Linked DNA regions of Mus musculus: region 2 is linked to region 1. Evidence: chromatin contacts called from public Hi-C data. All regions are on one chromosome and are shown on one strand. Each heading gives the region's core, a stretch centred on a gene start, on an enhancer-like site or on the middle of the called end of the contact. The rest is flanking DNA. Distances are from core to core; before and after follow the strand shown.

Region 1 (5,728 bases), core at 2,154-4,653:
AAAGATTGTATCTGCTGTGTTAGAAATTTAACTGAATTTACATTCACACCTTGCATTTTCAAAAACAACAAATGACATGAGCTTCATTGAATGAGTATTCAAAAGCCTTGCTGTTACTTAGTGACTTGAGTAAAAACTAAGCCATTGTTGAAATTACCTTAATTGGCTTTTCTGTTTGAAGCATCTGATAACAGGCACATTAAACTGGCCTCACTTAACTAAAAGATTTGGCTTCTGGGAGGTGCATCCAGAGAGTTATCTCCTCATCACTCAAATTTACAAGAAAAGATGAAATTGAAAAGGCACGTGTTGAATTACAAGTGATCCTTCTTGTTATGCCTCATCCCAGAAACCCACGCCCAGTGTGAGGGTGTGTGTGTGGGTGTTTGGCCTCAAAATGGCTCCTTTGGAAGAAGATGCCCCAGGCTGCTTAACAGACCTGTAGCCTCTGTGATTTCATTGCACTTGTGTGCTGTACTTTGGATGGTACTTGTTTCCAGTGTGGCCATGGTGGTGGAACCTTTAAGAGGTAGGGTGGACTGAGAGACCATGGTGGGGCAGGATAATGTAGTTCTTTGAGACCCTGAGTTAGTTCTCAGAAGAACAAGTTATAAAAAAGCAAGAGTGACCTCTGCCCTCTTCCTGACCCATCACCTTAATATGACAGAACTTCAGCTACAGGGCTCCTCACAAGGGCCAGCAATGCTGCTTTAATGTTCAGCCCACATTATTGAGCCAAATACATCTCTTTTCTTTTTCTATAAATACCCAGTCTACTGTATTTTGCTACAGCAACAGATAGTAGACTTAAACTGTGCATGATTGAATGTTCACAAACATTTTTTGTATATGTTAGAATTTGGACTCACCTCCTTTGTGTAGTGGTTAGCACTCTGAATTCTCAATTTATAATCACTTCTGGTTTTATTTTGAGAAACAGGAATTTAATAACTAAGTTCTTTGATCTAGCATGCATTTTTATTTTATTTATTTGGCTCAACATAGCCCAAATTAAGAGTTTATTTCAAATATACACACACATGGCCAAAATGTGATATTAATTATATTTTAAAATAGCTAGCCTGTGGACACCTTGTCCTATGCAATGTGTTTCATTTATCAGTCTCCATGCCTTACACAAATCTCCCTAAAACCAACAAGCAGTTTCTGCTGGCTCTGCCTGACCTGACCAGCTACTATCTCCTGGATTCTACAACATTCTGCTCCAGTTTCTGGTCACTGTACAGTTAGTAGACCTGCATACCAGCTGGGCTCTGGGAATGGCCATCACACACTTCAGATTGAGTGGCTCTTGCTCCATCTGCATGTCTGGCTGTGTTGTTTTGTCAAGCAGCTTTTTTTTTTTTTTTTAAAGATTTTATTTATTGTTACATGTAAATACACTGTAGCTGTCTTCAGACACACCAGAAGAGGGCATCAGATCTCATTATGGATGGTTGTGAGCCACCATGTGGTTGCTGGGATTTGAACTCAGAACCTTTGGAAGATCAGTCAGTGCTCTTACTTGCTGAGCCATCTCACCAGCCCGTCAAGCAGCTTTTATTGTGCTGTCTTTAAAATATTTTTAACTACATTTATTTAATGACTTTGTAGTGGCAGGGAACAGGTATGGAGGACAGAGGACAACTTTCTGGAGTCAGTTCTCTGCTTCTACCACATTCCCCATAAGATAGTTCTTAGGTGAGAGATGGCTTGACAGCAGTACCTTTACTTGCCTTACCTCACCAAGCCATCTTGCTGTACCTTAGGACTGCTACAGGGCAAAGCAGAGGTAGATATTTCAGCTGAAGCACTGGCTGGGTTTTTGGACCCTAGAGGGCCCCCTGTCGGGATCTGTCAAGGGACCCCATGAAGACCTCATAGACTTCATCAATGATAGGATGAACAGGGCAGTGTAGCACTTAGGACTCTGGAGAGGAAGGGTGCTTCCTCTTTGAGGATGCCAACTGCTCCAAGATCTGCTTCTTGGTACAGAATCAGATGTCAGGAACAGATCTTCATAGCCCTCCCTCGGAATGCCTGACTCTGGCCTGGAAGTCAATTTTGAGATCTCAGTGAATGTCACTGCCACACTAGATGAAGGGCTCATGTGCTGCAGCCAGGTGCTAAGATGGATCATAGGCAGCCAGTTCTGGATAATGCAGACCATTCATGAAGCAGGAATCATACAGAGACTCAACAGCATTTGCTTGTGCTGTCTCTAAAGGAAGGATTTATTTAACATGAAGGAGCAGTGGCTATTTGCTGTCGATGTCCCAGCTCATATCAGCATCTAGCAATCAGGTGAGATAGTTATCTGTTCACTCTCTGCTTCTTCAGCAAGATAGACTACACAGGGGTTGGAGAGAAATCCAGAACTCTAAAGATGCTGGTCAACAAGTGGAGTCCATTGGAAAGCCACTTTCTCACTTGTCACTCGGTAGTGTCACACATTGGGTCATGCTCTGTCCCCATGATATCATTAGCGATACAAAATGGACATCCAAAGTCTTCCATTCCTTTGACACTGACCAATGTGATGTCCTTGTAAGAATAGCTCATGTCAGCCATGATGCTAATGTGGGAAAACAGAAACACTGGCCATTAATTTCGCCAAGTTGCTGGCCTTTATAAAAAAGTTTTAATTGTGGCTATGGAGACTCTTGGGCTGTGATGTGGGACTCTGAAGAGGACCAATTATAATGGAGGCTGGAGGATGTCTTCAGGCATATGCTGAGGTGATAGCTAGGCTTAGAAGACCTCTGACAGTCACATCTCTACCTCAGAAAGGGATAGAGACACAATCACACACTGGTGTGTGTGTGTGTGTGTGTGTGTGTGTGTGTGTGTGTGTAGCCAGTACAGTGATATTCTTATTTTCACCATGTGTCAGGAATTCTTTTGATCTAGGATAAGTTATGGTAGTCCTTGCAGCTCATTTTGCTCCTAGTTTATATTGCTGAGGATTCTGTACCCTTTTGCACACTTTCTTCTGGCCTTTGCATTTTGCACATGTCCTCCTTTCTGCTGCTCTGGACACCACTGTCCTGACTTTTCAGGTCATCTGGACCAAGTCTGTCTGCTTTGAAGCCTGTACTCAGCATCCCCAACTACCAAGGACCATGCCCCACACTCTGCCTGCCATGCAAGCTCATAGGGCCTTGGGTGAGCCACTTTCTTTCCAGCAGGACTTTACACCCTCTGTGAGGACACTAGAGTCACAAAGTCACTACAGCCGAAAGCCCCTGTCTTTCTTTGTTGCATAGAGAGGTTTTCATCTATGGCTCCCTGATGCTCCTCACCATTATTTTTTGTCTTCATGGAGCTGGCTCCAATGCACACTGTCATCTCCAATCTCTTACATATCCTTGTGCTGTTGGCTGCCTTTCAGAACATATAATTAGACAATGGCAGGCTCTGTACAAGCTGAGGACTGACAGACAAGCCACCACATGACCTCACTCCTGGTAGGCAGGACTGGCCCAGGAGCTGCCAGACATCTCCAGAACATTGGGGGTCCTGCTGTTTCTTGGCTGCTGTGTCTGGGCTTCTGCTTACCACTTTCTATCCCGTGTCCTTTGTCCAAATCCTCCCCTATAAATTATACATTTAGGCCTAGGATGCCATTCAGGATAGGACCCTGAAATCTGAGATCCATTCTGCTAACTTTAACTTCATGCCCTAAGCAAGTCTCTTAATATACCTGTGCCTCAGTTTCCTCAAGACCAATAGCCAATTAACCCTTGGCCTCCTCTGTAAACCTCAATAAGATTTGGCTTGAGAACTAAGCATTTCTGGGAGCGGAACATCCCATAAATCCAAGCTGTCATTACAATAAACCTAATTACAGGCTCATCAGAAGGCCAAGGAGGGTCCCCCACAAAAATGAAGGGCTCTGTACCTTGGAAAAGGGGGGTCACTATCTATGGGTGCTGGCTCCTTACTTGGCTCAAGTTGATACTCCATTCAGCTTTGGGCTTTGCATTGTTCTGCCGGGCACTTTGTACATGGGTTACAGGCCTGGATGCCCACATACCTGCATTATCTCCTCTTTGTCTCTGCTGCTTTGAGGGTTGGTTTCATAATGTCCCACCCCAAAGAAAAGATGGCTTTGTTCTGGAAGGAAGAGGAATGAGGCCATTTTCCCAGAGTCTAGTCAGGGCTGATCTTTACCAAATCTTCTGTCTCTGTAATGGCGACCAGTCTACAATGCCTAAATCCAATTGAAGAGAGCTGGAGTCTCATAGCAAGCAGCTCCAGCCTCTGAATCTCTCACCATTGTTGATTGTTACACATTTGAGTCAGGCACTCCAATGTGATAGATGCCTGTTTTCTTCACAGACACAATGTTCTGGGAGCTGCTCATTTGCATGCCAAGGCCAATTTCAATCAGGGACTACATCAAAACTGAAAAAAAGAGAAAGGAAAAACACAAAGAAAACCCACCTAGCCCTTCTTCCATCCCTCCCTCCCTTTCTTCCTTCCTCCCTCCCTCCGTCCTTCCCCCTCTCTTACTTCCTCCTTCCCTCCTTCCTTCTCTCCCTCCCTCCTTCTCTCCCTCCCTCCTTCCCTCCTTCTCTCCCTCCCTCCTTTCCTCCTTCTCTCCCTTCCTCCTTCCCTCCCTCCCTCCTTCACTCCCTCCCTCCCTTCTTCGATCCCTCCCTCTCTCCCTCCTGGTCCTGATCTGAGGTATCCACATGTCTCTTCTGATCTAAAAACCAGTTTAGCCCCTGTGTCACAGGCCTCATCCAGCCTGTCCTCCCTTCCTACAGTCTGTTGTTCTTCAGTGTGGGAGATTACTGCCTTGGCTTGCACCTTCTTGTTGCTGGCTAATACCTTGCTAATACCTTATCATTAACTCATAAAATCAGTCCAACATGTCTTGAATGCTTTTTGGTGTGTGTGTGTGTGTATGCTGATTTTGAGACATACAAGATACAATCCTGGGCTCCCAAAATGTGGGACAGAAATGGACAATCAAATGGAAGAGAGGATCACAAGAGTTCATGATGGAGATGGTGTTCCTGTAGCCTGAGGCCTCCATCCTTCACCATGATGGCATAGTTCCCAATGTAGGCCTGACATTCTTAGAAGGCTGGATTTGGAGACAGGGCTTTATAGAGGTAATTAAAGTTAAATTGGGTCACTAGAGTAGCCCTGATTCACAGACATACATAGAGACCACTAGGTGAGAACAAAGGGAGAAGATGCCATCTGCACACCAATGGGACAAGCCTCAAGAAGACCCAGCCTGGCTTTCTCGACTTTGGACTTTTAGCCTTCAAGACTGAGAGGAGATGAATATGCTGTAAGCTGCTGGTTTGTGGTGTTTTGCTCCAGGATTCTTACATGGGGATGGATTATTTTGTTCTGAAGGAGACTCAGGTGTTAGGAGAGGGTCAGGCTCAGAAGGGCAGGTAGAAGGACAAATGTTTAGGGCCTCCAGGAACTAACTTGGACTTCTCTCACAGGAAATTCATTTTCTTCTGAGAAATAATTGAAAGACACTTGGAAGTTCCAAGACTGCCCTGAATAGGTTCCCAGATCTGCACAACAGTGCAGCCTGTGTGATATGGCCACAACCATCTTTCTCCTGGGATGGACACCATTGTGGCCAGGCTGGGCTCAGGGGAATGTTCTCTGTGGAGCTAGAAATGGCATCACACTAAGTCCTTAAACGTCAGAACTAAAATTGATCAGATCCTCAGGACAAGAACCTGTGTCGGGC
Region 2 (5,728 bases), core at 1,908-4,407, 77 kb before region 1:
CCTTCCTTCTCTCTCTCTCTCTCTCTCTCTCTCTCTCTGTATTTATTTATTTATTTATTTATTTATTTATTTATTTATTTATTTATTATAAGTGTTCTATTCGCATGTATACTTGCATGCCGTAAGAAGGCATCAGATCACATTGTAGATGGTTGTGAGCCACCATGTGGTTGCTAGGAATTGGACTCAGGACCTCTGGAAGAGCAGGCGGTGTTCTTAACCGCTGAGCCATTTCTCTAGCCCCAAGTCACATTTTTAATGATGGATACTGACTTTGCTTTCAGCAAGTTAAAAATTATCATTTGCATAATGCTGTATTTTATTTAATCTCTAGGTTACAAATGGGGTGAAAGTCATAAAGTACAGGTGTGGTGATCCCTTTCATTCCATCCCAGCAGCTGTCACAGGGTCTGGGTAAGCAGGTACTTCTGGGATCACCTATAAGGGCAGATGGAGTGATCGCACCACACATGCACAGGCATTCTGCTCCTGAGTCAGGACACCGTGAACTCAAAGCCCTGATTCTGAAGAGTTCATTTTACAACGTTATAAACACTAGGCCTACTTTTGCTTCGTAATTATATCTTTTTAAATTTATTTTTCCCTCCCAAATATAGTTCTTTTGGCTTTTTGCATAATAACTTTTATTCTTTATTTTGTTTGATGAATTGCTTTGTTAATTTTTAAATAAAAACTATTATGTTGTGTTTAAGGGCTACAACATAAGGTTTTTATTCTTTCTGTCTCACTCTCTCTCCCTCCCTTCCTTTTTTCCTCTCTCTCTACCTGCTTCTCTTTCTCAAGAAAAGTTTAATCTGGCCTTTAACTCTTTTTAAAAAATAAAATGAAATAGTATATTTGTTTAAAAGGGAAAGCTGGTTGTGTTTTTGCTGGCCTCTAAAATAAATAGTAATCAGCTTCACAAAAAGAGATTTATTTATTTTTATTTTATGCATACAAGTATTTGCATGTGTGGATATATACATGCTGTATGAGTGCTTTTAATCACTGAATGACTTCTCCAACCACAATGAGTTAAAAAAACAAAAACCAAAAAACCAAAAAATAAGAAAACCTTACTATTGAGGTTCACACCCCCTGTAACTCGAGCTCCAGGGAATTCCAATGTCTTTGGCCTCCAAAGGCACCTGCCTTCTCAGGCACTCCCCAAGAATGCATAATTAAATATATATTATATATAATAAATATAAATAATATATGGGAAATTTATATATATACATATAGTATGTCTGTGTGTGTATATGTGTGTGTCTGTGTGTGTATATATGTGTGTGTGTCTGTGTGTGTGTCTGTGTGTATATGTGTGTGTCTGTGTGTGTGTCTGTATGTGTGTCTATATGTGTGTGTGTCTGTGTGTATACGTGTGTGTGTATGTGTGTGTGTAAAACCTCAAACAGTGGAGTCAGGAGGATCCTCCAGAAGCTTGAAGGCTGGAGCACATAGTACAGCAGCAGAAACAACAAAGATCCTGCCTCAAAAACATGGTGGAAGGAGACAACCAACTCACTAAAGTTTCCCCTGACTTCCACATGCTGTGGCATGAAAAACACCTTACTTACATACACATCAAACATAGGTATAAACATACACATACTCTAATAAAAAATTAATTGGAAAGATCATAAATGAGACAAAAGCTGTGCCAGCAGATGTGTAATTGTATTTTTGAGGAAAGCTGGGGGATTAATGAGACAGGACTTTTTTAGACGTAAAGATCTCCTATTTCTTGGGTCTCCACATAAGGGCAAGCCTATGGATGTGGTGAGGACTCAGCATCAAAGTAGGCATCTGGGCCATCTTTCTAAGCTACACACTGAAGGGAAGCCTATCGAACAACCAACAAAGCACTGTGGAGAAGGCAAGCTGGGTGCTGAGGCTGTGAGAGCTGTATTCCCCTAGAGACATGTCCCACCCAACCCTACCCCTCTGTGAGTGATCCCTTTTGCAAATAGGGTTTTTGCAGCCGTAGTTAGCCAGGATCCTGTGTGGCTTGACCCACTTTCTGGACAACAATACTACCATAGACTGGGAATAGCAGCAGGAGTTAATCTGGCAAGAGGCTCAGTGGGTGAAAGCATGCGCCTCATAAACCAGATAGCTTGAGTTACAGTTAGACATTGACTCCTGAAAACTGTCGTCTAACTTCCACACAGGTGCTCTGGCATGCATGTACACCACAAACACACACACACACACACACACACACACACAGAGAGAGAGAGAGAGAGAGAGAGAGAGAGAGAGGCAGAGAGGCAGAGAGAGAGAGAGGCAGAGAGAGAGAGAGAGATCAAAATTAAAACAAAAACAAATAAACAAAAATAACAGTTTATTGGAATCATAGTCCAGAATAGAAGCGCTACTTCTGCTAAGGGCCTCTGGGTGATCCATAGCACCCAGCATCACAGGATGGGGTGAGATCCTGGTATAAAGAATTCACTCAACTGTAATGACATTCATCTGTACCCAAGGGCAGAGCTCTCCTGACCTGATCTCCTTAACACCACTGCCAAGCCAAAAAGAAAGTTTCTACACAAGTTTGGAAGGGACATTGACACCATTACTGTGACATACTAGATTTATGTAGGCCTTTCAGGGGCTAAATCCTTATGAGAAAAGGGTTTCTTGGACACAGATGGGCACATGGGAGAAGCTAGGTGCTGGAGGAGACAGACTGGAGAGATGCAAGTATAAGATATTTTTAGGGAGTTGAGAGCCAATAAGAAATACCCAGGATCCAAGCAAGCAAGACCAAGATGCCTGGATTTCAACCAAAGATTACCGCATATATGAGAGAGAGACTAGATGAGACCCAAAACAAGGAGGAAAACTAATGGACCCAAACCAACCCAGAAGTTACAGAGACGTTAGCACTAATAAAAAAGTGGAAAATTTCAGTTATAAGTGTACATCATTTGTTCAATAAGCCAAATAGAGTTCCAGAGTTATAACTGAGGCACAGAAGAGAGATCTAGACGTAGTGGCCAGGCCATCAACATCTGTGTCCGCAGGAACCCAGGGGCTTTTGTGACTGAGGAGTCTGGTTGGAATTTTTAGTAGGTTCATTAGGTGTAGAGGGCCAAGCAGCCAGGTTGCAGTTCCCAGAACAGCCCACAGGTGGCAGGTGGGGACGGCCTGGAGACTTTGGCAGAGCTGAATGGGGCGTGTGTGAGAAACAGAACCCTGAGAGCATTCTTTTCCAAACAGAGGGCTTAAGGAGAAAAGTCTTGGCTGCCGGTGTGTGATCTGAGAACTGATAGAAAGGACCCCGCTGGCAGAGCTGCAGTGCTCAGGACTCAGCAGGGTGACTCACGCTGGGGCAGGCAGGGACCGCCTCCCTGGAACAGCAGGAGGTTGGTGGGGGGAGGAACAGTGCACCTACATTTGCTCCTGCGAGGCGACTGCCACCTTGCTCACAGGTTCTGATGACGCTGACCACCGTGGTCGACTTCGGGAAGACTGCCTACAGCTTACTTTTTGGAAGCTTTCTGGCAGATGGTCTAGAGGGACTGAGGCTGATAGTCTGCATTGTGCACAGGATGTACTCTAGTCGTAGACGCAGCCACAGGTTTCTCCCTGGGGCTTAGAAATGGATTCCAATTTAAAGGAAACACAACTACAAAGCAGGCTGCAAAGGAGTTAACTATTCTGGGGAAGTAGTGGCTCCCTATAAAAGGAGCATTCAGGAGATGGAGGCAAGGTCCGAAGTTCAAGGTCATCCTTGGTACAGAGTGTGTTGGAAGCCAGCCTGGGCTACACAAAAAACCAGCCTCCAACCCCAGATACAAGTGAGTCTGGTAAGTCTAGGAAATAAAGAGTTCTGGTTCTGAAGACTGTGGTTCAAGCAAAACAAAACTGTCAAGATCCCATGTTTACTGAGGACTCTCTAGAAAAACAGGACCAATAGGAGATGCGTCTATGTAACATGTATATAATCACACATGTTCCTGCCTTACTATGAGACTATATTCCATTGAAATCACAGGAAGTTGAAAAATATCAACATGTGTGAGTGTATTGAGTATACCTTTCCAACTCTCCCAGTTTGGCCTTGTCAACCTTAAACATGCTCTAAACACTGAAATCAGCCTACAGCTAGGAAGATCTATCTAAGTCAAAGCCTGTTGGACAGCAAGTTACCTATTGAACAGTGCCTCTGTACCCAGGGACAAACAAGTGCATTGCTGTGTGCTTGGTTCTGTTCTGTGGCCTTAGCAGGTCCCCATCCCATTCCCTAGAACCAGTTTAAGTCACACAGAAAAGGCCTGCTGTTGGGAGCCGCGCCCACATTCGCCGTTACAAGATGGCGCTGACAGCTGTGTTCTAAGTGGTAAACAAATAATCTGCGCATGTGCCAAGGGTATCTTATGACTACTTGTGCTCTGCCTTCCCCGTGACGTCAACTCGGCCGATGGGCTGCAGCCAATCAAGGAGTGACACGTCCGAGGCGAAGGAGAATTCTCCTAAAAAAGGGACGGGGTTTTCGTTTTCTCTCGCTCTTGCTTCTCTCTCTCTTGCTTCTTGCTCTCTTGCTTCTTGCACTCTGTTCCTGAAGATGTAAGAATAAAGCTTTGCCGCAGAAGATTCTGGTCTGTGGTGTTCTTCCTGGCCGGTCGTGAGAACGCGTCTAATAACAATTGGTGCCGAAAGACCGGGAAGAAAAACCCGGGAGGGAGTTAACCATCACCGGCGCAGGAGGGATACTTCATTTCAGAACCAGAACTGCGGATCACGTTTATAAAGGTTCCCGTAACACAGACTGTTGAGAAGGATTCAACTGCCGAATTCAGAACTCATCAGCTGGGGAACGACGGTGATAAAGGTTCCCGTAAAGCAGACTGTTAAGAAGGATTCAACTGTATGAATTCAGAACTTTTCAGCTGGGGAACGAGAGTACCAGTGAGTACAGCTTTACGAGGTAAGCCTGGCCTTGAACTTTCTAACGAAATTCAAGACAGTCTATCAGAAGTAAAGTGGAATATGTTTGGCCTTGAATTTTTTCTGGTGTTAGGAGCCCTTTTGTTCCTTTTCACATGTTATCAAGTGATTAAGATAGGGCTGAAAATTCTAGAGGAAATTCAGGGTAATCTATCAGAAGTAAAGCGGGGAGAGAAAGTAGGAGCAAAAAGAAAATGTAGTACACAAACTAAGTATACAGGCCTTTCCAAGGGTCTTGAACCCGAGGAAAAGTTAAGGTTAGGTAGGAATACCTGGAGAGAGATTAGAAGAAAAAGAGGAAAAAGGGAAAAGAAGAAAGATCAATTAGCGGAGGTCTATAGGAAAAGGAGCCTGTGCTCATCGCTGGATGAGCTCAGGAAGCCAGCTCTTAGTAGTTCTGAAGCAGATGAAGAATTCTCCTCTGAGGAAACAGACTGGGAGGAAGAAGCAGCCCATTACCAGCCAGCTAATTGGTCAAGAAAAAAGCCAAAAGCGGCTGGCGAAGGCCAGTTTGCTAATTGGCCTCAGGGCAATCGGCTACCAGGTGCACTCCCGCCCTATGCGGAGTCCCCGCCCTGCGTAGTGCGTCAGCCCGTAGTGCGTCAGCAATGCGCAGAGAGGCAGTGCGCAGAGAGGCAATGCGCAGACTCATTCATTCCCCGAGAGGAACAAAGGAAAATAGAACAGGCATTTCCAGTCTTTGAAGGAGCCGAGGGTGGGCGTGTCCACGCTCCGGTAGAATATGTGCAGATTAAAGAACTTGCCGAGTCGG

The links. Hi-C and Micro-C count contacts between places; a contact is called where the count stands out from the background.
Region 2: a contact with region 1 is called in a Hi-C map of cortical glia, with 2.0 times the contacts expected there. The contact joins two enhancer-like sites. A contact is called at or near these places in 1 of 15 datasets of contacts at CTCF or cohesin (embryonic stem cells), 12 of 484 Hi-C or Micro-C datasets (cerebral cortex, cortical glia, embryonic stem cells and 4 more), 3 of 115 datasets of contacts at active chromatin or transcription factors (embryonic stem cells, extraembryonic endoderm stem cells and trophoblast stem cells) and 1 of 9 other capture datasets (adipose tissue).

What each region holds. Positions count from the first base shown.
Region 1 is chr16:97,699,781-97,705,508 of GRCm38.p6, reverse strand. No RefSeq gene overlaps it. Among named protein-coding and RNA genes, the nearest start is that of Gm41513, 28 kb to the left of the region's middle. Within about 2 kb of position 3,403, at least 17 of the 459 cell types and tissues checked have an H3K27ac peak or open chromatin away from gene starts, as enhancers often do. A contact at or near this core is called in cortical glia, where this site is marked.
Region 2 is chr16:97,776,315-97,782,042 of GRCm38.p6, reverse strand. No RefSeq gene overlaps it. Among named protein-coding and RNA genes, the nearest start is that of Ripk4, 15 kb to the right of the region's middle. Within about 2 kb of position 3,157, at least 63 of the 459 cell types and tissues checked have an H3K27ac peak or open chromatin away from gene starts, as enhancers often do. A contact at or near this core is called in cortical glia, where this site is marked.